Linked DNA regions of Mus musculus: all the other regions are linked to region 4. The links are chromatin contacts, called in public Hi-C, HiChIP or PLAC-seq and promoter capture Hi-C maps. All regions are on one chromosome and are shown on one strand. The core of a region is the stretch at or near the end of the contact, and the rest is flanking DNA. Distances in the headings are between cores, read along the strand shown. Region 1 overlaps Cnnm1 (cyclin M1). Region 2 holds the start of Entpd7 (ectonucleoside triphosphate diphosphohydrolase 7). Region 3 overlaps Gm34922 (a long non-coding RNA gene). Region 4 holds the start of Hps1 (HPS1, biogenesis of lysosomal organelles complex 3 subunit 1). Region 5 holds the start of Cox15 (cytochrome c oxidase assembly protein 15). Region 6 holds the start of Nkx2-3 (NK2 homeobox 3). Region 7 holds the start of Got1 (glutamic-oxaloacetic transaminase 1, soluble).

What was found. Promoter capture Hi-C pulls out the DNA fragments that hold promoters and counts their contacts. Hi-C and Micro-C count contacts between places; a contact is called where the count stands out from the background. HiChIP or PLAC-seq counts read pairs in DNA pulled down with a chosen protein or histone mark. Capture Hi-C pulls out chosen DNA fragments and counts their contacts.
Region 1: an H3K27ac HiChIP or PLAC-seq map of embryonic stem cells shows a contact between it and region 4, with 10 times the contacts expected there. The contact joins the enhancer-like site here to the promoter of Hps1 in region 4. A contact is called at or near these places in 10 of 39 promoter capture datasets (cranial neural crest, embryonic stem cells, frontonasal cranial neural crest and 4 more), 10 of 484 Hi-C or Micro-C datasets (bone marrow-derived macrophages, cortical neurons, embryonic stem cells and 3 more), 13 of 115 datasets of contacts at active chromatin or transcription factors (the NIH/3T3 cell line, SST interneurons, bone marrow-derived macrophages and 6 more) and 5 of 9 other capture datasets (adipose tissue, embryonic stem cells, liver and 2 more).
Region 2: a contact with region 4 is called in a promoter capture Hi-C map of liver, with 4 times the contacts expected there. The contact joins the promoter of Entpd7 here to the promoter of Hps1 in region 4. A contact is called at or near these places in 2 of 39 promoter capture datasets (embryonic stem cells and liver), 1 of 484 Hi-C or Micro-C datasets (CD4 T cells), 1 of 115 datasets of contacts at active chromatin or transcription factors (pancreatic cancer cells) and 1 of 9 other capture datasets (adipose tissue).
Region 3: a contact with region 4 is called in an H3K27ac HiChIP or PLAC-seq map of embryonic stem cells, with 7 times the contacts expected there. The contact joins the enhancer-like site here to the promoter of Hps1 in region 4. A contact is called at or near these places in 5 of 39 promoter capture datasets (the 3T3-L1 cell line, embryonic stem cells, hippocampal neurons and 1 more), 4 of 115 datasets of contacts at active chromatin or transcription factors (embryonic stem cells, large pre-B cells and pancreatic cancer cells) and 4 of 9 other capture datasets (adipose tissue, embryonic stem cells, liver and 1 more).
Region 5: a contact with region 4 is called in a Hi-C map of CD8 T cells, with 6 times the contacts expected there. The contact joins the promoter of Cox15 here to the promoter of Hps1 in region 4. A contact is called at or near these places in 2 of 39 promoter capture datasets (the 3T3-L1 cell line and pre-B cells), 1 of 484 Hi-C or Micro-C datasets (CD8 T cells) and 1 of 115 datasets of contacts at active chromatin or transcription factors (large pre-B cells).
Region 6: a contact with region 4 is called in an H3K4me3 HiChIP or PLAC-seq map of embryonic stem cells, with 6 times the contacts expected there. The contact joins the promoter of Nkx2-3 here to the promoter of Hps1 in region 4. A contact is called at or near these places in 22 of 39 promoter capture datasets (the 3T3-L1 cell line, 3T3-L1-derived adipocytes, the C10 cell line and 13 more), 2 of 15 datasets of contacts at CTCF or cohesin (embryonic stem cells and stem cell-derived epiblast-like cells), 3 of 484 Hi-C or Micro-C datasets (B cells, the G1E-ER4 cell line and embryonic stem cells), 11 of 115 datasets of contacts at active chromatin or transcription factors (embryonic forebrain, embryonic hindbrain, embryonic stem cells and 4 more) and 4 of 9 other capture datasets (adipose tissue, embryonic stem cells, macrophages and 1 more).
Region 7: a promoter capture Hi-C map of liver shows a contact between it and region 4, with 5 times the contacts expected there. The contact joins the promoter of Got1 here to the promoter of Hps1 in region 4. A contact is called at or near these places in 20 of 39 promoter capture datasets (the 3T3-L1 cell line, 3T3-L1-derived adipocytes, the C10 cell line and 12 more), 1 of 15 datasets of contacts at CTCF or cohesin (pro-B cells), 5 of 484 Hi-C or Micro-C datasets (B cells, CD4 T cells, the N1E-115 cell line and 2 more), 18 of 115 datasets of contacts at active chromatin or transcription factors (the NIH/3T3 cell line, Th17 cells, bone marrow-derived dendritic cells and 12 more) and 4 of 9 other capture datasets (adipose tissue, embryonic stem cells, liver and 1 more).

What each region holds. Positions count from the first base shown.
Region 1 is chr19:43,469,491-43,473,703 of GRCm38.p6, reverse strand. It overlaps Cnnm1 (cyclin M1), which reads right to left. Exons shown (of 12, transcript NM_001373992.1): 4 at 3,926-4,095; 5 at 1,756-1,855; 6 at 1,280-1,327. Among named protein-coding and RNA genes, the nearest start is that of Cnnm1, 31 kb to the right of the region's middle. Within about 2 kb of position 1,468, at least 11 of the 459 cell types and tissues checked have an H3K27ac peak or open chromatin away from gene starts, as enhancers often do. A contact at or near this core is called in embryonic stem cells, where this site is marked.
Region 2 is chr19:43,688,278-43,692,377 of GRCm38.p6, reverse strand. Entpd7 (ectonucleoside triphosphate diphosphohydrolase 7) reads right to left here and starts at 2,689. Exons shown (of 13, transcript NM_053103.5): 1 at 2,474-2,689; 2 at 2,097-2,199; 3 at 1,178-1,360. The coding sequence starts at 2,104.
Region 3 is chr19:43,628,134-43,632,426 of GRCm38.p6, reverse strand. The region is part of intron 1 of Gm34922 (a long non-coding RNA gene); the gene reads right to left. Among named protein-coding and RNA genes, the nearest start is that of Gm4311, 12 kb to the left of the region's middle. Within about 2 kb of position 1,371, at least 50 of the 459 cell types and tissues checked have an H3K27ac peak or open chromatin away from gene starts, as enhancers often do. A contact at or near this core is called in embryonic stem cells and pancreatic cancer cells, where this site is marked.
Region 4 is chr19:42,778,408-42,782,734 of GRCm38.p6, reverse strand. It overlaps Hps1 (HPS1, biogenesis of lysosomal organelles complex 3 subunit 1), which reads left to right and starts at 2,757. Exons shown (of 20, transcript NM_019424.3): 1 at 2,757-2,821; 2 at 4,089-4,181. It overlaps Gm16244 (a long non-coding RNA gene), which reads right to left and starts at 3,703. Exons shown (of 2, transcript XR_386720.3): 1 at 3,392-3,703; 2 at 1,161-3,295.
Region 5 is chr19:43,750,709-43,754,702 of GRCm38.p6, reverse strand. It overlaps Cox15 (cytochrome c oxidase assembly protein 15), which reads left to right and starts at 1,703. Exons shown (of 9, transcript NM_144874.4): 1 at 1,703-1,881; 2 at 3,169-3,359. The coding sequence starts at 1,792. Cutc (cutC copper transporter) reads right to left here and starts at 1,680. Exons shown (of 9, transcript NM_001113562.1): 1 at 1,483-1,680. The coding sequence starts at 1,540.
Region 6 is chr19:43,609,713-43,614,037 of GRCm38.p6, reverse strand. Nkx2-3 (NK2 homeobox 3) reads right to left here and starts at 1,713. Exons shown (of 2, transcript NM_008699.2): 1 at 1,189-1,713. The coding sequence starts at 1,537. It overlaps Gm20467 (a long non-coding RNA gene), which reads left to right and starts at 1,982. Exons shown (of 4, transcript XR_001782682.2): 1 at 1,982-2,236; 2 at 2,848-2,936; 3 at 3,128-3,636; 4 at 4,192-4,325.
Region 7 is chr19:43,522,579-43,526,365 of GRCm38.p6, reverse strand. It overlaps Got1 (glutamic-oxaloacetic transaminase 1, soluble), which reads left to right and starts at 1,761. Exons shown (of 9, transcript NM_010324.2): 1 at 1,761-2,028. The coding sequence starts at 1,911.

The sequences.
Region 1 (4,213 bases), core at 219-2,718, 690 kb before region 4:
TTCAGAAATCCGCCTGCCTCTGCCTCCCAAGTGCTGGGATTAAAGGCGTGCACCACCATACCCGGCCTCTTGGTAGCATCTTAACAGCCCTATCATGTCCATACAGTGACTGAATTCTGGACCACAATGATCTAAAAATCTGTATCCATTGTGCTGCGTGAAATAGTCATGAAACAGGAGATGTCCCATCCAGGCTAAGTTATCAATTGGCTAGGTGATTTGGGACAAATCATTTCTTCACCTTTCCTTATTAGAATTTTAATTAATAAACTTATTTATTTATTATCTATTTTTTGTGGGGCTGGGATTTGAACTCAGGGCCTTGACCTTACTAGACAACTACTTGGCCACTGCTCTATACACCCTGCCCTTTTTTCTCATTCTGAAGTGACATTTAACTTGCTGTTCTTGGCCTATGATGCTTCAAAGCCTTCAGATAAATTCAAATATAAAAACACTATGTAAAAATCTCTTTTATGATGAAAGGAAATACCCCACTTGACATTAAAGTGGCCACTGCAAAATTTAAACCAATGAATCTAAAGGAATTCTAGAGAAAATTCTTTCTAGATTACATTCGGATCACAATCGAAGCCATGCTTTCTACACACAAACACACTGATTCTGCACAGAAACTAGCAAGAAGGTAGCACACAGAAGGGCAGTTCAAGCCAGCCACCAGCCCTGTGCCAGTCCGCACGCACCCCCAAGCTGCATGCATGGCCAGCTGGCAGCCACCTTGTCGCCGACAGAAAAGCTGTAGGCAAGGAAAGAGCAATGGCTAAGCAACAGATTTCACTAGCCTTGAGCCACAACACCAAACGCCACAGTTACCTTTTCCTAAGGACAAACATCATAGACCAAAACCAAAACCAAACAAAATATTATAGCACTTCAGATAAAGGCCAAGGGTGAATTACCATCGCACAGAAGGAAAAGGACGGCCATCAGAGCATACAGCTCAACTTCCTGCATTCCCTGACAAGTGGCAACTCATGATGCCCCCCCCCCCCCCCCAAGCCACACTTCCGCTCATCCCTTGTGCAGTAACAGAGAAGCCAAGGCACACATTCCAGGCACACAAAAGCTAAGCCTCCGTGCTCTGTGGGTACCTGGTGGGAGGCAGTGTTCCCGGCAGAGCATTACAAGGAAGCTGCCGGCATTCAGCCATTCTCGTTAACCCAGCCCATGTTCAAATAGCCTGGTTCAGGTTCCCAGAGTGGGCTGAGGCAGGACCATGGCAGGGAAGACATGAGGAAGGGGTTTGAGAGATACATACGGAAGACAGAGGATCCAGCCAGACTTCCAACCTTCCGCACGTCATTATCTAAGGACAGAAGGGTGCAGTGGGTTTCAGAAGTAATTCAGAAAACAGAATGTCTCATGGAAATCTCCACTTCTACTCCACCCCAGCACCAATTAGCCCTGCAGGAATCAGGCAGGAAGGAGGGTAGTAGGGAAGAGCGTGAAACAACGTGTCCTTTCTTTCGGAAAAGCCGGGTCTCCACCCCAGCACTTGCTACAAGATTACCTTTTCCACCCCCACCTCAGTTTTCTTCCTCTTAAAGCCAAACAAAATCTGAAGTTATTTTTATGCCGTCTTTGCACAGAAGGAAACCCGAGCCAAGGAAGCGAAACAGCTTATTTTGAAGGTGTTTAACAGGAGTCAACACAAGAGTCGTGACTTCCGCCTAGATCTTTCTTGGTGGGCCCCACTGCTTCCCTGATAAACTCCCGGCTTAAGAACTAGAATACCTGAGCAAGCGCTGGTCATGATGGCTGGAACACCATAGTAGGTAAAGGCTCCGTTCTCAAAGCGAAGGCCTTCCTTACCAACCTCCACTTCCACTTTCCCCTGGAGAGAGAAGGAGGGTAAGGAACTTACTGAGGCTGGGATGGGCACTTCCAGGTCTTCCAGGTTCCCTCAGACCCCAAGGACTTTTGTGGGCACGGACAAATGGACTCACATGATCACAGGGAAGTGTTAATTCTGCCTAGATTTCCTTTACAGAAACACAAGCTCCGACTTCAGAAGCCCCTTGCAGTGAATTCACAGCTTTATCAGCCCTAAAGCAGCACGTGGTCCTGAATAACGAAGCTCTCCTGCTACACTGTAGCTGCCTTTCGAGGACACAGGCCTAAAGCACCAGTAAGCCAGAGCATAGTAAACAGCTTTACTGACTCAGTGTCCCAGACGAGACCATTTCTGGGTCTGGCTGAGATAGAACCTGCTCTTGTTGAATTCACCACTGGTGACAGTGATAACTAGCATTCATTGTCAATGATAGCAATAACTACCATGAGTGTAGAGCTGCATTTATGCAGCTGTTACTGTTATGTGCACCTGTGGATTCTCAGTCAACCCTGCAGGGTTTCTCTGTGTAGTCCTGACTGTCATGGAACTCACTGTGTAGAGCAGGCTGGCCTTGAACTCAGAGATCTGCCTGTCTTTGCCTTCCAAGTGCTGGGATTAAAGGTGTGCACCACCACGCCTGGCACCTTGGCATTTTTCAAAATAAATACTTGCAAACGGGAGGATTAGGAATTCTTGACAAAATATCAACAGTTGTTGAAGCTAGGTAATAGTTACGTTTTTTCCTTCTTCCTACTTTTTGGCTAGTTTTCCATAATAAAATGTTTAAAATGAACATTGCCACCTGGCATATGTAACATTTTTATGTCCAGTTGACAGATGGATTGATTCAGGCTCAGAGAGGTTCACTGGATTAGCCAAGGTTTGCTAGCAAATAGAAACAATGACATTTTGAAGGCAAATCTTTCCAATTCCTGAGACTACTACCTTTTTTTCTATTTTATCCCCTTCAGCTTTTTATTTGAAAGCTTTTCCTTATGAAGGACTGCATGTGTCCTTGCATTATATACACAGTGTAACACAATTCATTTCTAAGGTGAAGAAAAGGACCCCATTTATGGGGGTAGAATCATCATTACTGAGGTTGCTTGGAGTGATATATATGAGACAAATCAAGGCATAAACGGGATAGGCTGAGGTGGACTGTATGGCCAGCGGCCAGTTCTAACTCAATGTGATCTTGACTCGGATCTTAAGCCATCACTGTTTCTAGGGCCTATAAAACTCTGCTGGGAAGAGACATGGAGCCAGTGACGGAGCTCACGGTGGGGCCAGGACAGGATAAGCTGTGCTCCAGTGGAACTCTGCCTGACACTTTTAATTAAGTAATTAATTTTATTTTAGACAGAGTCTTGCCACGTAGCTCGGCTTGCCAGCAACCCAGTATGTAGATCAGACTATTCTAAAACTCACAGGTATCCTCCTGCCTTTGCTTCTTGAGTGCTGGGATAACAGGCATGTGTCATCATACCCAGCTGTGACAGATACATAAGGCAGGCCTGTCCAGGTACCCAGGGTAGGCAACTGATAGCCTTTTTCATTCAGTCATTGCCTTCCTTCTTGGCCCTTACAGAGAGAGATGTTTCAGGGAACCACAGAGAATAAATGTATCCCACATGGTCCAGGAGGCAGAGACAGGGCCAGTGTGGAAATCAGAGATGCTGAGAGTCAGATCAACAGAAGAAAGGGTTTAAGAAGAGTCATGTACATATCAGGAGGCAGTGGGGGACACTCAAGCAGACACCCCGAGATACCAGGATTCCACAGGCTCTTTCAGTTCAGAAGGAGAATGCCTTTACTGAACATGCAGGCTTCTTACTGTCCCCCCAACATGCTCGAGTGCTAAGGTGAAAGCCCATGGGAGAAGCTACAGATCCCGGGATACCACTCTTACATGCCTGTGGCTTTCCTGTGGGTAATGCAAGGACGCCCAACCCATTGGCCTTGTTCTCTAGGCACCGTGCAATGAGGGAAGCAAAGCCCGAGGAATTCCCCTTTGCCCTGCAGGTGCCCTCCTCTTGCTCTCGGAAGTCCCCTGACCTTGACACCCACCTGTAAGAGCAGCACAAAATAGTCCACCGGGCGGTTGCGCTGGTAGAGGTAGTGTTCTGGGGCTTTCTTGTTCCTCTCATCAAACTTAAGCTCCTGGATCACGTTGGGATGTTTCAGAAGCCGGAGCAGGATCTTCTCCGAAAGGTACAGGGACTTAAAGGGCTCCACTTCTGGAAGGCAACAGGGGGTGGGGGTGGACAGCTGCACTGCTGCCCCTCCCCCATTCCAACTGCAAAAGCTGGCAGGAGGCGAGTGCAGCATCTGGGGTTTCATCTAGAACAAGACCCT
Region 2 (4,100 bases), core at 1,440-3,939, 910 kb before region 4:
AACCATTAAGAGGAATTAAATTATATCTGATTAATCCAACAAAGAGGACAAAATAGAATCATAAAAACCGTACTCAATTCCAAAGAAAGGGCAAAGGGGAAGGAGGATGGACAAATATAAGACAGAGAGAGAGAGAGAGAGAGAGAGAGAGAGAGAAAGGGGGGTCTAAACATAATTAACAGACAAAACGTAAATGTGGTGATCACCCACCCACACAGCCAGAATGGATAAAAAAGCAAGGCCGAACTCACTATCTACAAAAAGCCCACACCACACACACACACACACACACACACACGGTACTGTATAGGTAAAAGCACTGACTGCTCTTCCAGAGGACCCAGGTTTGGTTCCCAGCACCACATGGTACCTCACAACCATCCATAATGCCAGTTCCAGGGGATCCAACACCTGCTGTCCTCTTTAGGCACATGGTGCACATAAATGCACACGGGACACACACATGCAAATAAAAATAGTATTTTTTTAAAGACATACTTAAAAGTACTGAAAAGAATCACATTAACACGATTCAGAAGACAGCTGAGATATAGACTAATATCAGGCTAGTAGATTTCAGAGCAAAGAGTAGAATCAAGGATAAAGAGACCCATTTAACAAAGATAGAGAAGTCGATTCATCAAAAGAGCACAACAATCCTAAACATGTATGACCCAGTAAGCCTCAGTCCACCCAGACGAGAAAACAGAAAGCTATCTTTCACGGCTGAAATACAGTGTCAGCATTCTTGAACTAAAACTGTAGACAGCCAAAATGGGACTTAGGACTTTCCTTACGTAAGGAATGGCATGCAATTTTACTAATAAAAATGTAGAGCTCAGGAGTCAAAGGCAGTGCGTGAAAGAGTTTATTTAAAAATAAAGAAAAGAAAACCAGCCAAGTCTGGTGCCACAGACTACAATCCCACCAGTCGAGAGGGTGAGCCGCACACTGACAGCATCCAAGTTCAAGATGAGCCTACAGAGTGAGTTCGAGGCCAGGGAAATTTAGTGAGAACCCTGTCTCCACCATTAAACATTTAAAGAGGGTGAGGACATAACTTAGTGACATGATGCTTACTGAGCACGTGCAAGACCCCGGGTCAGTCCCCTGAACTACAAACGTAAGGTTGTAACTTCAAAACCAATCTGAGCAAAGTGATCAAAAGCTGACTTACCTCTCATACTGCCTGTCCCGTGGTAACGAAGTGGCCCAGTGTCGTAAATCCATGATTAAAAGAAGTAAAAGGACACAGGGTATAAAGAAGAGTCCCAGGAATGCCACCCGCTGACGGAGAAACGGGCTCACTGTGGGCACAGTGAAGTACCAGGAGGCTGGGCAGAGGTAGGAAAAACTGATCCTGGAATGAGACAAACATTTGTTAAGTCCTAAAATCTCTCCATAAATTACCGCTTTAAAACTGTTTTTAAAACTAGATGAACACCCTGAAAGGCAAAAATCCCAGGTCAAGAGAAGTCTAAATGGTTTTTTTTTTTAAGTTGCAAATGAAAGGCAAGCACCTGTATTGTTCATAGTGTTTCTTTCCATCATGCAGTTTAGAAAGACATGATGTGCTTGAATAATCTACTGTTGGTGGAAAGATCAAAGGGAGGGGGGCACAGGGGCGGGGGGCACAGGGGTGGGGGGGTGGGGTCTTCCTAACACTGGCTAATCAGAGAGGCTGCAACATGACCGACCACTAGCCATGCTGTCAAGAAACCAGATAGTTACACAAGTTATTTAACTGATTTTTTTTAAAAATGCTTTAGCAAATTATAGACACAAGGAGACCTTTCTTAAAATTAGTTTTAACAGATACACAGTCAAAACTGAGTCTTTGGCCTTAACTCAACCACCTTTCAGAGACAACCACTGCTACTCTCAAGACCCCAGGTTATGGGCTGGAAATGATTCGACTGGCCTTTCCAAAGAATGCAGCTTTGACATTTTTGCATACACCTGACCAGGATGCAAAGTTTAGGCGCAGCCTCAGGGCAAACCTCACCTAGCCTCCCAGCGCCCCCGCCCCCCCCCCCGCGCCCCTGCTACCACCCTCCACTCAGCTCCTTGACAGATATAATGAGTGCAAACCTTACCTAGCCATGGGTTCCCTTCAGTGGTCTCGACGTCTGTCACCTCCGTTTCCTTTTGCTTTGAGAGGGTGGCCTCCTAGTCCCAGGCATCTCCTAAGCCTGCAGCCTAGAAAGGGTTGGCTGGCTTTCAGACAGTGCCCAAAGGACCTGATCCCCGCAGCGACTGCACGTTTCCTTCCCACTGTACTGACCCTCACTCCGTGTCGCTTCTCTCTCCTCCCACGGGCCCAGAGGATCCTACCGTGCATCCCGAACGCGGGGCTTTCCTGTGGACAGGCTCAGTGTTCACGGAGCACGCCACCCCAGGTGGTAGGGACAGGGGACCCCGCTTCCTCTCCTCGTCCCTATCCGTCCCGCAGCTCTCCCGCAATCCCACTCACGGGAATCCCGAGGCCCGCTCGTCCCTCTGCACAGCCCGGCCTGGTCCTGGTCCTCAGCGGTTCCCAGTGGCTCCCAACACAGCCGGAAGGAGGCCCGGCCTCCGGCGGCGCCACGTCCCCAAGGAAACCGCACCGAGCCAATGACTGCAGGGGACCCGGAGAGGCCCGCCCTGCGCGCAGCCGGAGCCACCGGCGAAGCCGCGGCGGTCACAAACTGAGCGTCTGTTCACAACGACACCAATCCCCAAAGGTGCCTGGCCACGAATGCCCGCCCCTGGACTCCCGGCCGTGACCAATGGAAAAGTCGTCGCACCCAGGCTCCGCCTGGAGGGCGGGCTGGGACCCGCAGCCCGCACGGGAGAGGCCACAGACTGCTGCTGCAAGGCCAGCTCCCTGCGGTGGCCTTCACCGCTGCAGCTTCCACCGTTCCTGTGGGTGGGTCTCCGAATGCTCATCACAGCTACGCACCCCTTGCTCATAGCCTTTCTTCCCTCATTGGCAGTTCCTCCATCCCGTCCCTTTTGCCCACAAACTGATATCCCAGGATCACTGTCATCTCTCATGATAGAAACACTGTGAGAAAAAATTAGAGCCGGTGACGTTTGCATCAAAGTACTCGTGTCCATTTCTTCAACGTTGGTTGTCTACTGGGTGCAGATCATGAACATTTGTATTGTTGTCCTCCTGGGCCCTATGGTAACACAAAAGAAACAGTCCCTTAACTCTTGCTTACACCAGCCCCGTGTCTCATTTTGCATGAAGAAGTCTCTTGAATGACAGAAAATCTAAAGTTTTTACAACCTGTCCCTTTCATTACTGTCCACGGTGCACCTACTGGGTCTCCTCACCTCTTGGTTAAGCTCCAGCATGTGTACCCTTGAGTGTTGGGACCTGATGGTTTTTGTACATTCTGCTCTTCTCACTTTATCAGCTCCTGATCATGTCTTACCTTTGGCTTAAGGGTGTCTTCCTCCAAAAATCTTACCCGACCCCACATCTTTTTATAGACACCTTCTGTTTCAGTTACTCCTCGATTTACAACCATGTGCCTGTCTGCCCCACTAACTCCCTATCCTTGAGAGCAGGAGTATCCGCTCTTACACATCCCCAAAGCTAAGTCACACCATCCCTTATAAAACGCCGCCAACACAGGACGTAAATGAATACCTGGACGGGGATGAAGACCAAGAGGAGATCAATAGGGACAATTTTATTCAAAGCTGGCTGTAACCAGTGACAGTCACTGTCACTGCATTTGGCAGAGAATCGAAGCTCTCAAAAGAGTAAAGCAGCTTTGGTAGTGAAAGGGACTGGGCTTGTCTATCTCTGACGAGGTATCATAGCAAAGACAGGCTGAAGGTTGAGTGACAGGTGCAGAGGAACACACTCCACTCAGCGCTCTGCAGCTGGGCCTGAGTTAGAAAAAGAGCAAACAAAAAAGAAGCTGGCTGGAGTCTTGGAATCCTACACTTGGAGGTAAAGGTGGGTGGATCTCTGTTAGTTCGAGGTCAGCCTATCGTCCATAGTGAGTTCCAGGACAGACAGGAATATGTACAGTTCAAGGAAAAAGGACAAGGTAAGATGGCAACCCAGCTATCAGAGTAGCAGAAGGGGAAGACAAAGTAGA
Region 3 (4,293 bases), core at 122-2,621, 850 kb before region 4:
CTCTGCATACCTTCCTTTTGAGACAGGACCTCATTATTTGTTTGTTTAACTTACTAAAGAGGTACGTTTGTTTTTAACCAATTAATTAATTAGTATGTGTGTGTGTGTGTGTGTGTATGTGGTGTCTGTAATGTGTATGTATGTGTGTATATGTATGTGGCGTGTGTATATGTGGTATGTATGTATATGTATGTCTGTGTATGTGTTTGTGGTGTGTATGTGTATGAATGTGTATGTATTCATGTGTATCAGTGTATGTATATGTGTATATCTATGTGTATATGTGTATGTATGTGTATATATATATATATGTGTGTATGTGTGTAGGTGTGTATAGTGTATATGTGCATGTCTGTGTGTAAGTGAATATGTGTGTATATGTATATATGTGTGTATATGTGTATGTGTGTATATGTGAATGTATGTATATATATGTGTGTGTGTATATGTGTGTATAGTGTATGTGTGTATGTATATGTGCATGTCTGTGTATAAGAAATATGTGTATATATGCGTGTATATGTGTGTATATGTATATATGTGTGTATATGTGTATATATATATGTATGTATGTTGTATGTGATCAGACTCTACTCATTTGTGGTCCTGGGGATTAGAACTCAGATGCTCCTGCTTGGTTAGCAGTGCTCTTAACTGCTATGTGATCTCTCCAGCCCCTGGTCTCACTTATTTAGACAAAACTGGCCTTGAACTTGCAGCAATCACTCTGCCTCAGCTTTCACCCTCCCTAATCTGCCACACACACCCCTTGACTGGTGTGAGATAGCCCCATCTTCAGCTTTAACAGGATCCTCACCATGATTGCTGCCCACACCAGGACTGTAGCCATGTCAGCAGCCGGAAGTGAAGAGCAGGGAGCCCTGGAAATCTGAAACGCCAGCCAGGGATTTGGCCAACATCATCAGTCAGTCAGAGGTTGAGAAGGTAAAACATGCATTAGTTCCTCACAGAAAGCAGCTTTAGTCTGTCTGTCTGTCTTTTTTTCTCTCGTTCTTTCTTCCTCTACATTTTAGGAGTATAGTCTGAAACCGTTGACTTAAATGGCCTTAGGCTTACCAAGTGAGAATCTGGGACACTGAGACAGGCAATCAGAGAATACAGCTTGGGATATGGGCAGCCACTCTGGGTTAGATCAAAGAAATGGGCAAATCCTGCTTCCCCACAGCAGCCTTCGTCAATATTTGAAACAACAATAACTTTTAGATGTAAAGCATACAAAGGAGAACCTTGTGTTTCTTTCTGAAGAGCCTGTGTTCCTCCCCAGCCAGCAGGAGGCTTCCATCTTGGCTTGTTTTCTGGACGGGAAACAGTGCCCAAGGCTTTCTAGTGGTGAATGTGTGCCCCCTGGTGGTCACTTTCTGTAACACTGACGCCACCCAAGGGCAGTGACTCAGCTTTAACTCATCTTGAGTGGGAATGGAGAGGACTTCGAAGTGCTCTCTCTCTCTCTCTCTCTCTCTCTCTCTCTCTCTCTCTCTCTCTCTCTCTCTCTCTCGATTTTCTGTGGAAATTTGCATGCTGGTGGTACTTCCTGGAACACAGGGGGAACATCAACTTTTTTTAGTGCTTCCATACCTCAGCATGTTCTGCCCAACACTGTCAGGTGGGGCAGGTATGGAACACTAAGCCACATGTAGTTAGTATTTGGCGTCTGCTGGAGCCTACATTAACCCCTCTCTTGATTGGTGTCTGGAGGCCGCACTGGAGATGCTCGGGTGTAGGCAGTGTCTGTCCTTTCTGTGTCTACACTGTTTCTCTCTGGGAGCCTTTGATCCTGCAGGGTGGTGAGGGTCTGTCTATCCACGCAGCCCTTCCTCCTTTGCCTTGTTAGAAAACGCTGCCTGCGCCTCAGAGAGTGCTGCTTAACTCAAGGTTGCCTCTTTCTCTGATCCCTGACTGCTCTGAAGGGAGAAGCGTTCCTTTGCCATAATATTGCCCTTGCTATAGGCTAAAGAGCAAGGGAAACAGCTAGTTACGGAGGGAGCGTTTGAGACTATGAATCAAAATACGTTTCTCCTTTCAAAATAAACAAATTAACAAACCTAAGATTATATATATTCCTCCAAGCCTAAAATGCAACATTTCCCACAATATATAAGCAATTTAATGTTACCTATAACAATTAAATATAAATAATTATATATAATTAAATATATTTAACCAGTTAAACGTTAAAATTAGAAACTACTTTGCCATCAATGTTAAAGAAACCTTGCTCCCTCCATTTCCTCAGCACGGTGGAACCTCTGAGTGGTGATCACCCTCTGAAAAGGTAAAAAGGGTAGGACCCAGGGGAGCCTTCTTTCCGACACACAAGACAGGGGCCTAAATGCAAACCACCATGGTCGGTGAACACACCACGGATTTTCATGAGAGGACCTGTTTCTCACTGACTTATAAGTGAGTCACATTTCCCCCCCAATGAAAAACAACCTAATACCTTACCATGCTTATTTCAATGCTAACGGAAGACATCATGGCCTGAAGCCTCCCAGTAGCAATGGCTATGTCACTGGATGTTAGCTGGTGGCCTCTGAGTTACCAACAGCCCTGCATTAAGGTTCTGACCTCGCCTGTGCACATACTCACTAGTCACAGTGTAAAAACCACAAACATCCGGTAGCTGACCGAATTTCTCCAGCACCTTGGACTTCTGAGGTAGGAATGTGCTTTTGGTAGGTGTGGAGCCCGTAGAGTCCACGGACATTACAGAAAGCCTCCTGGGAGCCAGTCATCCCGTCACCCCTTGGCTCACTGAAGGTCCTGCGAGGTAGGTACTAAGATCTCACTGTATTCACAAGGAGCGTGAGGTTCAGGTGGGTCCAATTTACTCACCCACAGCCAAGCTGGGGAACTTCTGCCCAAGACAATTTGCTATCTTGCTTCAGGTGAGGAACAGCAGGGAGACCACAGGGCCGCAAGGCCTGCCTCCCCTCCCCTGTGGAGAACCTTCCCTTAGTATCCAGACCCACTTATCCTCATGGCAGCTGTCCCAGCACATCTAATTTACCTCCACTTAGCCTTAATTTGATGCTTCCAACTGCCTGGGAGGAGATGATGGTCCTCCCACGTGGGCTGAGCACCTCCCTCCTCAGGCTGGCTGTTCACACTGCCCATCTATGCCCAGCCCCGGCTACCACCATCTAGAATTACTACTGGGTGAGGGCTAGGGTTACTGCACTTAGCACAGAAAGGCCCTCACCCCAGCCTTTTCCAGACAGGGGGCTAATCACTCATCGTATGCCAGTTGGTCATGTATTTGGGGCTTTGTTTCTGCCAGATCTGAAAGCAAGCAAAGGGTGAGGGGCCACGGGGACTGGGACAGATTGAGTGCGGCTGTAGGGTGTGAATGACGGGGGTTATTCAGAGAACCAACATTCCAAAGGTGTCCCAGGGTGTGGACACACGTGAGAGCCTCTGTAACTGACATGGTGGGCATCTGACGGCCCACATGCATGGTCCCCAGCTGGGATTCCTGAGAGCCTACTGGGCACAAAGCATCTCAGATGGGAACTTCAGTGTAGTTCCTGTCTTCCAAAGGAGTCTAATAGCAGAACAATAAGAAGGTGTCCCCTTAGCTTGCCCTCAATACAATCAATCCTGTCTTCCTCCCTCCTCCTCCACCTGTCTCCAATCTCCATGAAACACACACTCATTTGTTTTGTCTAAGAGCCTAGAGGTTGTCTCAGGGTTGGGTGGGTAAAAAGGTGAGCACACATCTGTAGTCTCAGCACTGGGGAGGCAGAGATAGATAGCAGATCTTTGGGGCTCCCTGGCCAGGATTGGCAAGCTCCAAGTTCAGGCCCTGTGGATAGAGATTGAAGGAGACATTTGATGCCAACCTCTGTCCACCACAAGTGTGTGCCCATGTGTTCACCAGGTACACACTACAAACAAGTTCACATATATACACTACAATACACACACACACACACACACACACACAAAGATAATCATTTTAAAGTGGCCACCGAGAAGTGGGTTTGGGAGGAGAGAGTACGTTGATGGATCCCAGAGTGCATACAAAGTGCAAGCCACAGAACTGAATGATAGCTCATAGAATTGAACTAGACACAGGGTAAGGGCGACCACAGGTGATTTCCAGACTTCTGATCCAGCCCCTAGGCCAGGCAGTGCCTCTACGACCTGGAGGAGGCTGAGGGGGACAGATGCGAGGAGAGGGTGGCCTTCCTGTCAGGCCTCCATTGATTTTTTCTGATTTTAGTGTTCACAGGATAACTTTGCTGCTCCTCCAATGAAAATTAATTAAAG
Region 4 (4,327 bases), core at 1,508-4,007:
GACATGTGAAGAACAATTTGAAAACCCAGATAGTGTGTGACTTTTCCTGTCTTGCGTGTGCCCGACTCAACCATCAAGAACGACGCTGCAACAGGATCCTTCTGCACACGTTTATTGGGAGAGCTTGATTGCAGAGGCGAAGAGACCCTGAGCCCAGAACTGGTGCTGCTTATATAGGCCTAGGAGAGGCGTGTCTCACACCCAGATTGGTTATGCACTATGCCTCATTTGTATGTTCCTCATCTGATTGACTACTCTCTCTCAGTACCTCACAGAACCTCATTAACATACCTCATTTGCATGTCTCACATCTGATTGGTTATATTCTCAGTAACTCATTAACATGCCCGCGCCAGGCAGTGACTTGACAAAAAGCTTTACTGCGTATGTACACATTGGTTGTTTGTCCAAACTTATGCGTGGTGGCCAGCAGTAGCCAGCGCCACTCTGCAACAGCACATGTGGCTTCCCACATTCCTGGAAGGATGTGTGCAAAGTCTACTCCGCCAAGACAGGGCATCAACGATAGACCAGAAAAAAAAAAAATGACTCCCTCAAGGTCTAGCTTAATGACTGAACACATTCACTGAGGTGACTTCCAGGAGCACGGGCTACTCAAGAGCAGCTGCACCACACAATACCCAACCCAGCATAGAGGACAAGTCATGAAAGCTGCCTCCCTGGCTCCACCAGAGTCTCCTCTCCCTAGCTTTCATGACCGTGGGGAGGGACCACGAGAATCCTATAATCTACTGAGTCTCCAAGGCTTTTCTCGTGAGCCCGAGCCTCAGAGGCTCCTCCTCCCACCAAAAGAGAAAGTTTCCGTTCAGAGGAATGAGTTACAGAGCAAACTGCAAGGTGGGCAGTTGGGCCACTGAAGGTGCAGAAGCTAAGCCACATCCACAGGCCACGGCAGCACTACCAGACCCATTTTGATCACTTCAGAAGAGAAATTGTCCAGACTCTCCGTCCCTCAGAGTCCTCATCTATAAAATGAGGACTTTAGGTTAGGTGTTCATGACTGGGCCGGGACAGGAGGTAACTCTAGAGTTTGCTGGCAGCTAGCCTGACCAAAAAGTAGTAAACTCCTCATGTACTCATGGGCCACACTTAAACATACACACACACACACACACACACACACACACAGAGACAGATCAAATAATGGTATTTTTAATATATATCTAACTTAAAACATATCTACAACATAAAGAAATCTTACAATCCAATAATAAGTCAATGGCTAAAAATAGATTAATAATAATAATAATAAAAGGGGTAGAAGATATGAATAAATGTTTATTTGAAAGCAAAAAAAATTTTAAAGCTACACAAATGAAGAGAAAAACCACATGAAGAGATGATCGGCGCCATTCTTTAGTCATCTGCAAGACACAAGTCACTAGCATCAGGTAACATGGACTAGATTAGTTATAAATTGTTCACGGGTAACAGTTATTCAGGCTTACAAACTGTTTGAAACAAGGGGGAAATGACCGACCGAAGTCAGGATAGTGTCGGCAGATTCAGGACTCCAGGAGACTGATGCTTGTGGCTGTACTGTGGAGCCTGGCTGAGCAGGGTGGTGGCGAAGGCGCAGGCGCAGGCGTTTGCGATGTTGTTTAATTGTACCTTAGGTAGCTAGAGTGGCCGCAGCACTGGCTCTTGGCCTCTGCCTAGTGGGTGCGGAGTGCTCATGCTGGGTCGTACACAAAGTTTCTCAGAAGCACCAAGGTACCCAATGAGGACCTGTGGTAGGCGCCCAACCTCTTCTGTGGACTCCATTGGCCTTCTTCACTCTTTCTGCCCCTCCAAATACACATAAAAATCTTGATAGTATGCAATCACTCGCAGGTTCAAGACAAAAGCCCTAATGTGTATGCAGCCCTCAGTCAGACTGGGAACCTTTGTAAATCAAGGAGCCCAAAGGTAGCTGGGCTCTTCTGCATGGTGTACTGGCTGGTTTTGTGTCAACTCGACACAGCTGGGGTTATCACAGAGAAAGGAGCTTCAGTTGAGGAAATGCCTCCATGAGATCCAGCTGTAAGGCATTTCCTCAATTAGTGATCAAGGGGGAAAAGCCCCTTGTGGGTGGGACCATCTCTGGGCTGGTGGTCTTGGGTTCTATAAGAGAGCAGGCTGAGCAAGCCAGTAAAGAACATCCCTCCATGGCTTCTGCATCAGCTCCTGCTTCCTGACCTGCTCGAGTTCCAGTCCTGACTTCCTTTGGTGATGAACAACAGTATGGAAGTGTAAGCCGAATAAACCCTTTCCTCCCCAAACTGCTTCTTGGTCATGATGTTTGTGCAGGAATAGAAACCCTGACTAAGACACACGGGTTCCGCCCCCTGGAGGTAAGTAAGGGAAAGCACCCACAAAAAGGGTACCTTTCACCTACAACTAGATTCGGCAAGAAAACGAAAGGCTGGGAAGGGCCAGGTGAAGGTGCAAGGAAACCTGGGTTCTGGTTCCATTTGTTCCTTCTTCAGCAAGGGGGTTCCCTCGGGGTTCTCAGTTGCCCCTTCTGTAAATCTGTGGGGAATCCCTTTAGCTAAATCAAGCAAAAGAGACTCTAGAAATGTCACCGGCTCAGCTGGTGCCTCTAAAGGCAGTGAGATACCTACTTATGCCAGGGTGAACGTGGCACGGCTCCCTAGCGGCGGGTGACCAGCAAGCACAGTAGCCTGAAGGGTGAGCAATGCCTGACGGGGCGGGGCTCGAACCCACAAAGCAGGCCCCGGTCATGTGGCTGAGTCACGTGTCCTACCCGGAAGCGCGCCGCAGGCTGGCTACACGCTGGGCGGTGCGAGCCGCGGATCCGGTACGTGGGCATCGTGGGTGACCAAGCGCAGTCCTGGGTCGCCCCTCGGTGGGCACCTCCGGCAAGCTCTCCCAGTTTGGAGAGGCCCGGGCACCCGGGGAAACCCGCATCAGTCTCATGCCTTTTGGAGCGGGCGTCACAAGCCAGGCCTTCGTCCCCGGGAGGAGAGGGGGAGGGTACGTCAGAATTTCTGGGTGTCGTTGAAAGAGTGCTAAGCAGCTATTGGGCGGAGCCACGCAGTGAGGCGGTGCTAAGCGGCGCAGGGAGAGACTCCCTCCTAGGCCAGCTGCTCCTGCTGGAGCATCACAGGCTATAGTCCCCACCCCTCGCACCCACCCCCCAACTGAGCTGTGTTAGGCGGGACAGAGGCCACGGGGACAGTTTGCTAGGGACAATGAGAGAACTGTGACCCGGGTGGTAAAAGTGGGTGCAGGGGATTTTTCTCAGAATCGCCCTTCTCTTCAAAGTTTCCTCCTTTTAGAGCAAAATATAAAGAGAACAAAGATCAGAAAATGAGGTTAGCCGCAACCGTAAAACCAGATACCCACCGAAAAGTATGCGGGTGCTTACCGGAAGTTACCATCAAGGCAAGCCCGAGAATGGTGCAGCCAGGCTCAGAGTTTCATTGCTTTCAAAATCCCCAGGATCAAACCTTCCTCCTCCGCCTTAGATTCTTCTTGCCTGTTATCAAAATGGGAGGATTCCAGAGGCAGCTTATTTCTCTTGTTATTTGAAGCCGGGAAATAAGAATAACACCTACCCACCGTTCTTGTCCTTAAGATGAGCCTACTGGGCTGAGGTTGCGACCTGGCTGGTAGGAACCCCGTAACCCGGTAGGAAGGTGCAACAGCGCTCTGTTCCCTGGCCTCCCAAGAGGAGTTTGAATCTCTGAGTTGAATGGGACCTTAGGAAAGCCCAACCAGAACCAAACCCGAATGCAGCTTTTCACTGGGACCTCCTGCCAGCTTGCGATGGGTTGTGTAGTAACCCATCCCTGCTCACCGCTCCCTGGGGCTGCTCAGGGTGGGATTGCTGACCCCACCTGTGTGTGAATGAGTGACCCAAATATAAACTGTCCAGTTGCAGAGGAGGTAGGAGCTAATGTGTCATCAACGCTTGCTCCACATAAAGGACACCTTCTAGCTTGTGGTCCTTAAAATGGGGGAACCTGTGACTTCTCAGCCCGTGTCCAGGTTGTCCACTCTCAGGAACAGGCGGCAGTGGAAACCAGACCCTCTGAATGCCTTCATGCCTTTTCTGCCTTAAGCATTTGCAGGCCCAAGGATGCTGTGCTGCTGTTGTCTGCTGACCTGGTCAGAGTATCTAGCTCCTCAGAAGCCCTGCTGTGTGCTTTGCCAAGGTAAACCATGCTCCTCTCCTGGAGGATGGAGGGTGGAGAGGTGGGCAGCACCCACTTGAAGAGCAGAATGAGAGGAGCGAACTGAACTGCCACATGCACCTCTTTGTACATTTCTTCCCCCTCCCCCTCTCCAGCCCTGCCCCCAC
Region 5 (3,994 bases), core at 454-2,953, 970 kb before region 4:
GTGGTGTTAGCAGCTTTGGGGTTTTCCTGCAAGTTAAATGTATAACTCATTTTTAAAAAAGATTTATTTAATTTTTATTTATATGAATACACTGCAGCTGTCTTCAGACCCACACTAGAAGAGGGCATCAGATCCCATTACTGATGGTTGTGAGCCACCATGTAGTTGCTGGGAATTGAACTCAGGTTCAATTGAAGAGCAGTCAGTGCTCTTAACCGCTGAGCCATCTCTTCAGCCCATATAACTCACTTTTAGTTATCAGTTTTAAATGTTGGAGCCTAGAAAATGGCTCAATGGGTAAAGCTACTTACTGTGCAAGTCTGACAACCTGAGCTCATTCCCTGAATGTATTTAAAGTTGGAAGGAGAGAATTAACTCGACAAAGCTGTCCTCAGACCTCCACACACTTACTATGGCACATGTACCCACCCCCACACAATAATTACCAACACACTTTTAAAGTGTTTAATTCATGCTTCATGTATTGATCTCTGCGAGAACAGTCACCACATTCTAATAGTGGTTACTCCTGGGCAATGAATTTGGAATTATTTTTACCTTTCTATATTGCTTGACTTCTTCTACCTGATATTGCTTTTATGATGAAAGATTACTTGGAGAAACAAACAAAAATCTGTCACCTCCTAATAAGTTGCAATAGTCATTGATTTAATAAAAGACTATCAGTCCCATAGATTAGGATTCAAACATTAACCAATGGTCGTAAACAACAATACAGTAACTCCACAAATCTGGTAACAGCCCCACCAGTGGGGCTGAAGATGCTGAAGGAGTATCAGGAGCTCCATACAAAAGTATGGGAATGTCTACAAACTGTTGCAACAGGAGCCTGAGCAAAAAGCAAAAAGTAGGGATCAAAAAAGACATTTGAAGCAGTAGTGCTCAAAGTTAGAGACTCCAGATGGCTTTGGGGAGTCTGTGTCTGTATTTGCCTCTTGGGAGCGGACTGCAGCTTTAGAACACTTAAACACGCTGAGACAGGTATGAGAATCCAACTACCTTCCATCAAGTGAGATATTAAAAGAGATTTGCAAAATACAGAGCATTGCCCCTTTTGCTGTTTTGTTTAGGGATATTTATCCTTCATAAAAGTTATTTGTCTTGACATATTAATAGGCATATCTCCCGCAGGAAGCAACCAGTCATCTGTTACGCAATGGCTGTGGGAACGGATCCCACTCGCCACCCTCGGTGGCAGCTCTAGGTTGTAGAGCTGTCACCACACTTTTATTATCTACCACAGAGACAGGGAGGTGGTATGGTGCCCTCTTGTGGCCCTAGGGGCGGCGGGACGCTGAGGGCACTTGCGAGACTGGCGGGGATCCAGGAGCAGCTGAGGGACTGCGTGACTGCCCGGGACTCCGGAGCACTGAGAAACTCGACCGCGGGAAAGCCTGGCAAGCCGGGACCCACCCCGGGGTCCACCGGCCGACCGCCCCCCTGCCCCGCCACCTTCCGCACCCGCCTTCCCCGACGATATCCACGCCTGTTTCCGCTCGCAAGAAGCCCCTTTCTTCATGCTTCCCGCGTTCCTCCCTCGCTCGCCTTCGGTTTCCACTGAGTCCCCGCGGCCGCGCGAGCGACGGAGGAGGCGCGTCCCCGACGCCCGTGCCCGGCAGCCTCCCAGGGAGTCGTGCGTGCACGCGCAGTGGCCAACCTAGCGCGAGGGGGCGCGCACGACGCCTGACCCGGAAGTGCTTGTTCTTTCGGGAGCGGAGAAGCGGACCGCAGCTCGCTGGGGCGCTCCGGCAGTGGCGCTGTACTGTCAGCATGCAACGGTTGCTCCTTCCGTCCCTGAGGGCCTTGACGGGGAGCCGCAATGTCGGGCTCCTGGTCCCTAGGGTGGCGTCCAGAACACAGGTACCCACTCCTGCTGGCTCGGATCACGGAAGCCGGGCTGGGATAAAAAAGGCCAGGATAAAGTAAACGGACCGCCCTGCAAGTCCGGCTCGCCTTCTCATTTCAGGACATATTTCCTTGTGTCCCGACACCTCCCTGAATGCGGATCCGGAAATATTACCCACTGCTGTGTATGACTGACCAATTTACTTAGCTTTTAAGTTTCAATTTCCTTTTCTGTAGAATGGGAGAACGACCTGTTACACAAGGTGTTTGTAAGGATTAAAATTTTAAATATACATCAAACCCTTAGCACGTGATAAAGGCTCAGTAATTTTTCTTTTCTTTTTATTTTATTTATTTATGCATTTATTTGCACATTTGGTTTTTGCTAAAAGCCACCAGGCAGTCAGGAACTCCTATGTAGCCCCATTCCACAGTGAAGGAAATTGAGACTTACTTTAAGTTGCTTGTCTAAGATACCCAGTTACTTAGAAGTAGGAAACTGAACATACTTTTTTTTTTTTTTTTTTTTTTTTGGTTTTTCGAGACAGGGTTTCTCTGTGTAGCCCTGGCTGTCCTGGAACTCACTTTGTAGACCAGGCTGGCCTTGAACTTAGAAATCCACCTGCCTCTGCCTCCCGAGTGCTGGGACTAAAGGTGTGCGCTACTACCGCCCGGCCAACATATTTTTGCTCTTAGTGTTAGACTCAAAAGAAGACATGTATTCTCTTCTCTGATAATCAGTAGTAAAAGGTGAAAGATCTTTATGGTGTGAAGAGAAACCAGAGAATTCTAGAGTTTGTTATGTTCCTGGAAAAAAAAATATGCCCACATAGTGCCTGCCCTTGAGGAGTCAGTTCATTCAATTGTTAGTTCGAGTACCAAATATGTATTAGGTCTTGCTGTGTAAGGACCCAGTACTACAAAGGGAGCAAGAGGAAGAGCTCCCAGCTTAGTGGGGCATAGGGACAGATCACCTGATACATGACTGTGTGTTAAGGCTTGTGGTAGGGAAGGTACTTTGTGCTGTGACAGTAACCTGTTGTAAGATCCAGGAAAGTCTGGGGCATAACGATGCCAGCCCCGATCTCCAGTGGGTAGTATAAATGGAAGTGTGTGGGAGGGAATAGCACATTTAGAGACTGAGAACCCAGTAAGAAAGGGCTCAGTAGTGCAGATGAGAGTCGGTGATTAACCAGAGCGGTAGCTGTGAAATGCAGCCTTACAGGGGCTTTACTCCAGTTAAATTGAGGATAAGTGTTGGTAGCAGATTCTTCAGTTACGATTTTCTGTCTTGCTCCTTAGTGTGGCAGCAGCTGTGGCAGCCAGCGTCCTCTGAGGCCAGGACAGTACAGCACCATCACTGAAGTGGCTCTGCAATCCGGAAAAGGGACAGTGTCCCTTCCTTCGAGGGCAGCCGAGCGGGCGGTGGGCCGATGGCTTCTGGTGTGCAGTGGGACAGTGGCTGGAGCAGTTATTCTGGGAGGAGTGACCAGGTGAGTCATTTACTCTTGGTGAATCAGGTTATCAGCCAAAAAGGGAGCGTTGGGCCTCATCTACTCTAGCTCGCTCCATTACAGATGGGGAAACTGGTAGCCTGCTCTGCCTTAGAACAGGTTGGCTTTTTATTAGTAGGAGTTTCATTATCAGGACCAGTTTCAGTCTTAACTGTTGCTGGGCGTTGTTTCTATATATTTTTACCTCTCCAGTGTTAAGATCATACATAAATCACAGCCGCTTCATGTATCTCTTAGGTTGTCTTAATATCTATAAACTGACTTTATGGATTTAGGCTTTCCCTTCCTCTAACATCTTTTACTTTTATGTATTTATTATAGCTCTGTTATTATTGTACAAGACCAAGTCATTTGTCCTGTGGTTACCCAAAGTAACCAGGGACTATCTGGTGATGGTTAACATATCCTTTGTCCTTTAAATGAGTAGTTGTTTATTAGATTCAGATTGGGAATGAGGGGACAGAACATTGCCTAGGTGATGCAGCATTCACTCCGGGATCTGTTGGGGACTTCAGCTGACTTGATTACTATTGCCTGAATCCATTATTCAGCTGACTTGATTACTATTGCCTGAATCCATTATTTCGTGAGAATTCCAAAATGGTAGTTTGTGT
Region 6 (4,325 bases), core at 464-2,963, 830 kb before region 4:
AATTTTCAGGCGACCGCGGAACAGGACCCCGTATCTGCAAACTCGTTTGCCTTCCACTCCCCTGAAGGTGTGGAACGAGTTGGTATTGGGGACTGGAGGCCTGGATGCATGGGTTGATTGCAAAAATTGTTTCTCTTTGGAAATATCTAAGTGAAAGGCGTATGTGCAGCTCAAGAATTGATTTTTTTTTTAATTTTCAAAACTACTGAGAACGCGTCTGTGACAGTATCTGTATGTTACCTTACAGAGGAAAAACAGTTGGATGGACCGATTTAGACAGTTTCATGTCTGTGTTAGGCCTGGAGAATTGTTAGAGAAAAGATTTTGGTCTCAGCCAGATCAAATCTCCACTCGGAGAAGAGATTATTTGATCCTGTTTCCCTTTCAGACATTTCCTTATGGGCTTATTCAATTATCTGATTCTCCTGCCTGCCCCACCTCTGATCTGCTGAATGGCCAGAATCCCACTCAGAACTAATTCAGGAACTTTAACCATTCCACTCCGCCTGCAGTATAAGAAACAAAGCGAGCATTACGATATTTTTTTTCAGAGGCCTTCACCTCCTGGGTGTGACTTGCTGCCGTCATCTGATATGGATCGAGCTCCCACACATTGGCCACCACCTCTCCTCCTTGCAGTTCGAACGTAAGAACTGCAAGCTCCGAAGTAAGCTGGTGTCTCTCAAAGTCTTGCCCGAAAGGATGGCCCAAACACAACATTCTTGCACTGCCTTTTCGGGACAGCCGGGGTGACTGCCCTGGCCTCGCTGAATTCACCTCACGTTAGAAGAAAGACAGAAAAATGGCAGAAAACTGACCCCCCCCTTTTTTTTTGAGAAGATGGGTGTGCGAGAGAACACACACACAACGGACAAGTTACGACCCAGGCTCTGGGCCCCCGTCACTCATTACTCAAGGAACCAGGATTGCAATAATCACTTTTCCTTCCCTCGGGGACTGCTCCGGGTCCCTGCTCCGGGCAAGAGCTGTTCTCTCTTTCTCTTTTATCCCCGCCCCAGCACCATCTCAGGTACCTGTGCTTTGCAGAGCTGTCCTTGAACCTGGCATAGGCATGACCCTAGCCGAATGTGAAAGGGGCGGGTGGCCATGCAGGCACGGTTTGTGGGTTTATAGGCGCTGAGCCATTGCCCCAGGTGTGCGGACGCGTTTCCTTCCCCCTCTACTCACTTTGGCTCCGTTCGCTCACAACCTCCTCTTCTTGTTCCTTGGGCCCGCTGCAAGCGTCTCGGAGAACTGTATGGACATAGCTCTGAGGACAGAGACCCGAATCTCCATGGCCCTCGGCAGCAGCTAGTGAGTTCAAATAGGACAGTTTCTCTCCCTCTTCTTCCTCGTCCTCCTCCCCTGCATCGGAAAACTGCGTCCCTTCAGCCGTGGCCAGCATGCAGGGTGCCGAGTGGAAGTGCTGCTCCAATTCCGCCTGCAAGTGAGCTCCGTGGAAGTGCCGCTGCTGCTCCAGATTCAAAATGTCTTTGACTGAGAAAGGGGTGGAGGTGACCGGGCTTGGTAACATCATCAGGGCCACTTAATTGTCCAGTCCAAATACTCAATAAATCCCGGCGGGGGCGGGGAGGGAGTGCGGTGGCTCCAGCTCTTCTTCTGGACTCCGCGGTGGTGCGGAGTCGAGCTTTTGACAGACGCGGTCCAGTCTAAATCCCCTCCATTGGCCGGGACCTGGGGGTCTGGGTTTTGTTACAGCCACTGCAAGGACTGGGGCCGGGGCTGTGAAGCCTCTGTCCGGGGGCCCTGCGTCACGTCAAGGGGCGGGGTCGGCATCCTGGCCTCCTTCCCAATTGGTTCTTGTGTATGTGGGCCACGCCCTCTGCGTCCACCCAGTGGGATGTTGCTGCGCTACCAGAAATAGACAGGGACTAGAATAGGGTCCTGAGATCCAAGTCGCGGTGGGAAAAGCTGCAAAAAACCGGGTGTCCGAATCACCGATTCCCGCTCCACCTGGCTGCACCTTCCCGACCAGGGGCAGTTCTGAGAGGCCAGACTGCGGATTTCTAAGGAGAGGAGTGTTGTATCTGTGGAAATATGAGCGACGTGTCAAATTCCACCTCACCTTTGCTCTAGCTGTCCTCGCCACCTGGAGTGCCTTTCCCACCCTCATTTCCACAGTGGAAAGCTGTTCTCCGAGGAAAAGCTTAAATACCTCCAAGGAAACTCCGCCAGATCACCTCACCTAGAGGTCCTCTTCCTCGGAACTTGCTCAGTAATGTCACTTGTCACTCTCCCATCTAGTGCCAAAGCTGTACTTAGTGTCCGCTCGATTGTCACTTTAGATTGTGAGTCCCTGAGGGCAGGGTCCAGACCGTACTTGCCCTTGCAGCCCTCGAAGTGGCTTCAGAGAGCAGGTCTGTAGAAGACAAGACGACCGAGTTCTGTTAGTGTGCAGAGGCTCTATGCTTCGAAGCCTGGCCTGAGTCAGTATTTGGTTTTGGACGTTCTCAGTTTCCTGGTCAATATAAAGGAGCCGAATTGCCTCTTCTAGGGTTATTGTTGGAGTTTTTTTGTTTTTGTTTTTTAAAGGATAACCAGGCCGGAAGCATAGCACAGTTGTCTACTTAAAGCAAAGAGCTCAATACTTGTAACTACCCTTGTTCTTTGTGGGAGGTCAGAGCAGTGTTTGTTGCCTGCATTGATTCTGACCGGGCTGGTGTTCCACTGCACACACTGGGTGGCTCTGGTCTCAGAAGGGAGGGGACCCCCGCTGTGGCTGCAGCTCAGGCAGCCTTCTGAAGGGAATCGGGAGCCCGAGCCTAGGCCTCAACTTTCTGAAACGCCTTATTTCTCTCTTTCTGAAACCGTGGTTGTGTTCTGCAGGGAGACTAAATGCAGCCTCAGATTCAGAAAACTGCCTGATGGAGACCACCTTCTGGTATCCACCCGCCTACATACCTAGCCCCTGAGTGGTAAGGGGCACTATTGTGAGATTAAGAGCAAAAGGTGTGGGCAGCAGGCCTTGGAAAACCAAACTAGTTCCGCTTTCAACGTAGGGTTCCTCAGTAGGCCGCCCTTGCTTTTATTTATTCTCTCTCTCTCTCTCTCTCTCTCTCTCTCTCTCTCTCTCTCTCCCTCCCTCCCCCCCCCCCCGCCCCCGTAGAACCTCACAGTTTGGGAGAGACCGGCCTCAACTAGAAGGGTTCGCCGGATGGCGGCGCGGTGACCGAGGACGACGCCCTAGGAAACTTGTAGACAGGGCATGAATGCGGATTACGTGGAGAGCGGCCTTGCGGAACCCCGAGGCGGCAGCGAGAGGAGTTGATGCCCTTGGTCCTGGAAAGAAAGAACTGCGGGTTGGGAGGAGAGAGAGGCGGGGCTCTTGGGGGGGGAGCGGAAATACAGCGGGGAGGCAGCTCGTGGGGCCACCCGGGAGGCTGGTACGAGGCTCCCTCCACGTGCTCTGGGGGAGATGGGGAAAGATCATCTGTGGTTAGGCCCCGGCTCCTTGAAACCATTCCTTGGTCGCAGGAGCCTTTTTGCTCTAAGACTTGAAACTAGACGCTGCGGGCAGAGGCCGTGGTCTCTACAAAGGGCCCGCCAGCCCACCAAGGGAAGGAAGAGTGTGCCTGGTTTTGCTGTGGATCCGAAGCTCAAACATCCAGAGGTGGGGTGAGTGCGCCGCGCTGCAGGGTGGGGGACTTTGAGTGGACGCGTGCTGCGCGTCCCAGCTGCCAGACAGAGGACCAGAAGGAAACCATGCTCCAGTCTCAGTTCCCCACCCTGCAGCCAACTGCAAGGCAAAACCCATCGCAGAGAAATGCTTGTGTTCCTTTCTGCTCTCCACTTTTCTTAGCTTTCAAGTGATTTCAAGATCTGGACCAAAGAAAAGATAAAAAGCCGTTGCTTCTGTCGGGAGCGCATATTTTTCTTGCTTGGTTTCTTGCTTGCTAAGGGCGGTCGGCCTCACTTAAACCTTGCCCCAGAACCCTGGCTGGGTGAACCCCCCTACCCTCACCTCTGTCCAATGCCTGAAGCTCAGTGATAACACCCACACACCTGCTGCGGCCGAAGGCTCACTATGGCCTCTTCTCTCTGCTAGCGCAGATGGCTGTCTGCTCCCTACCTGCAGGGGCGCGTGGCGTCTCCTCCCAATCCCTTGGCCGCCTCTATCTGGTCAAGTATCCTCAAAACACACGTGGACAGCTCTCTCTCTCTCTCTTGCAGATCCAGGCCAACTTGCTTCAGAGCAGGCTGGACAGGACCGGGCCTGTAAGAATTCTCTGGTGAACGCGCCAGTTTGTGGTATCAATGGCCTAATCCCATCTTTCCCATCCCCATCCCAGCACACCACTGGAGAC
Region 7 (3,787 bases), core at 512-3,011, 740 kb before region 4:
CACATATGTGCTGCTGTGTACGTAACTCTAACTGAACAGGAACACAGGCGAGCACATGCACACACACACAGAGAAATATTTATTTGTTCTTAGCCAAACCAACAGTGTTTAGGTAACCTAGGGTTGCTTTTCTCCCTGGGAATGACGCAGGGAGTGACCATGACATTGTTGCCTAACGTTGTGAAGACGACACTTCTAAATTAAATTCTAGGAAGGCTAGGTTGCAGAACACCCCTCCCCAGTTGCCCTTCGGCTGTGATTTTTGGACGTACTCAAAGTGCACAGCCGATGGACCTTCCGTATTAGCTTGTGACTCTTAGGGGAAAACATTAATGAAATGCTTTGGGCAGTTTCCTTAAAAAAACAAAACAAAACAAAAACAAGGCGATGTTTCTGGAAAGAAAAAGACAGAAAAGCTTAGCAAGTAGTGCTCAAAGTTCGATGGCTTTTGTTTATCCTCTGAACCGAAAACTCGTGAAGATTTATCATGTTACCCAAAGGAAGCCATGATGCTGTTTTCTCGCAAAATACCAAGGAATTGGCGCCTTCCAGCATTGGGTGAATATGTAGTGGAAGAAACGGAGGGAGGTTTGCCAGATCCCAGGCAAAGCATCATGCCATCTAGGAGGGGGTGTGGACCCTGCGCCATAACAAAGCTAGTATTTAGAGAGCACTTACTGTATGCAACTAAACACTTTATGTGTCTTAACTCACCTAATCCCCACAACAACCTGGAGGAAAACACTATTATCTCCATCTTACAGAGCAGGAACAGGCCTGCCCAAGTAGGTCAGAGTCAGCCGGCATCTAAACCTAACTTGCCTGGCTCCAGAGTTAGGTTCCTACTCATCAGGAGGCTTTCTAAACTTGTAACGTCGACAACAAAACGCCCAAGTACAGGAAAGAGAGATGTCTAACCAAACAGCGTGTTAAGAGGTTTTATGGATGGCTGACAGATGTGAAATCTTCAAGGTCAACAGGTGGAGAAAGGATCTGGACAGAAATAGACTCTCAGGGGAAGGAGCAGCCTGACCTGACAGAAAGAAGCAGCAGTTTGGGTGTGTGCCAATCGATGATGACAGCACGCGTGGGAGGAATGCTGCAGAGAGAGGCTTCGCTAGATCCTTCAAGGTCCTTTAGGGCTAGGCTTTCCCGGCCCCGGTTATCTACCGGGGCTGGGGGTTGGTGTTAAAATTCTCAAGCTAGTATGTGCTCATCCCTTACTTTCTGCAGGGTCTCCCCTGCCAGCGATCAAGGAAGACAACACATCCAGGTTTCTTTCTGGGGAAGCACTGAGTGGAGACAGTCAAGGTCACCCACGATTGGGTACAGTGTGTCCAAGCGGACCACTAGAGTCCTGTGCCAGACACTTGGCTGTCAGCCGGGCCTGGCCAACGCAGGAACGTGCGCACCGCCGGAGCCTGGCGGCGACAGTCACCTGCTCAGCGGGTACAGAAAGACCTGTTCTCTGCTTTCCCCACGGGCGGGCCACCGCCCCAGGTCTCCAGGCCCCAGAAGGTCAGGAGGTTGTCCTCTGGGGACTCCCGCCACCCGCACCATCCTCATCACCCCAAGGAATAAAAGCCTCAGCGATTGGAACACGCTACGCCAATCATCCTAGCCTCTGCCCACACCTCCTCCGGTGTACATTGCATTGGTTGCATCATACAAGCCTCCGATAAGATCCTCTTCTCGAATTGGCTAGTAGAGGCTTGCCCCGCCTAACCCTTCTTAGTCGGAAGGTTGTGATTGGTTAAGCGCGTTGCCAAGCTCCGGACGCGGCTCGACCATTGGAAGCCGCGGGCTGCCCCGCCCGCCGGCGAAGGTGAGAGTCTCCTCCAGTCACCGGACCCCGCACCGCACAGAGCTGCTCCCGGCTCGTTCTCGAGGTCTCGGCACATTCTGTCGCGATGGCGCCTCCATCAGTCTTTGCCCAGGTTCCGCAAGCTCCTCCGGTTCTGGTCTTTAAGCTCACTGCGGACTTCCGGGATGATCCAGATCCCCGCAAGGTTAACCTCGGCGTGGGAGGTAAGGATGCAGTGCCTTGGAATGCGAGCAGCCTGGGGGGAGGTGGGCGTAGGAGGAGCTGAGATTTAGTTTGTGTCTCCCTGAGAGGAGCCCGAGGAGAGAAGGTTGGGACCACGAGGACATCACCAACCTACCCATTTTGCAGATGGCGATACAGAGTCCTTGGAAAGAGGGGGTGTTCAAGGTCACGCAGAACAGGTGTAACATCTGGGACACAAATGTTGTTTTTGTTTCTCCACCCAGTGTTCTTTATAGTACTTGTTCTAAAGCAACGATGGGGATGGTAAGGAGAGAGAAGTATGGTAGCTTTAGCGTCTCGTGGTCAACTGGAACTGGGAATGAAAGAGCTGTTAGCCTAATGGAGCTGTAGTCCGGGTTGAGCGAGTAGCAGACGCCACTTAGGAAGCCTGTTAACCCACATGGGGAAGATGTAGGTTTGGTTTATTCTCAGAGTGGAGCAGATGAGGCGAAGCCCATGCATCTCAGGCCACACACATCTGGGTCTTCATTTCTTGATCATTTGCCTTGAACCAAGTTAGCCTTCTGCCAAGGTCGTTTGTGTTGTAGTTTCTAAAGCCCTTTAACTCGAGCCTCCGGCGACTTCGTCATCACTGTTTGGATGTTTGAAGCTCTACAGAGCTTGGTGTGCATTTGGCCACGTGCAGAGGCCAGCCGAGGAGAGAAGAGTGAGCAGACTGATGCTCTCAGCAGGGAACCAACCGGAACTGAAAGCGCTAGAAGGTTAGAAAGAAGAAATGGAGTTGTTTTGAAGCAGAGGGTGACGTTAAGGGGATTCAGAATCTAGGTTCTTAGAGAGGATGTGCAAATATAGCCCTAGTGTCTCTGTCTCTCTGTCTCTGTCTCTCTCTCGCTCGCTGGCTCTCTTTCATCTAGGTTCTTAGAGAGGATGTGCAAATATAGCCCTAGTGTCTCTGTCTCTCTGTCTCTGTCTCTCTCTCTCTCGCTCGCTCGCTCGCTCGCTCTCTTTCATCTAGGTTCTTAGAGAGGATGTGCAAATATAGCCCTAGTGTCTCTGTCTCTCTGTCTCTGTCTCTCTCTCTCTCTCTCGCTCTCTTTCATCTAGGTTCTTAGAGAGGATGTGCAAATATAGCCCTAGTGTCTCTGTCTCTCTGTCTCTCTGTCTCTCTCTCTCTCTCTCTCTCGCTCGCTCGCTCTCTTTCATCTAGGTTCTTAGAGAGGATGTGCAAATATAGCCCTAGTGTCTCTGTCTCTCTGTCTCTCTGTCTCTGTCTCTCTCTCTCTCGCTCGCTCGCTCGCTCGCTCTCTTTCATCTAGGTTCTTAGAGAGGATGTGCAAATATAGCCCTAGTGTCTCTGTCTCTCTGTCTCTGTCTCTCTCTCTCTCTTTCTCTCTCTCTCTCTCGCTCTCTTTCATCTAGGTTCTTAGAGAGGATGTGCAAAATAGCCCTAGTCTGTCTGTCTGTCTGTCTGTCTGTCTCTCTCTCTCTCTCTCACACACACACACAGACACAGACACAGACACACTTCATCAAGGAATAGGAGTGGCTAAGAGAAAATCCTAAAATGCTGTTTTATTGATGGTGTCTGGACATAAATGATACCTAGCATTTTCCCAATTTCTATGTATGTTTGAAAGTTTTCAAAATAAAAAGCATAAAAAGGTCAGCATTCGCTGCTTTGCCAATGGAGAGGAGCTTGATGGTTTTAGCAGCCCTCAGAACAGGAGAAATACTGAAAGATTGTCTTGACTAGAAATCACAGTGGTCACCATATAAAGT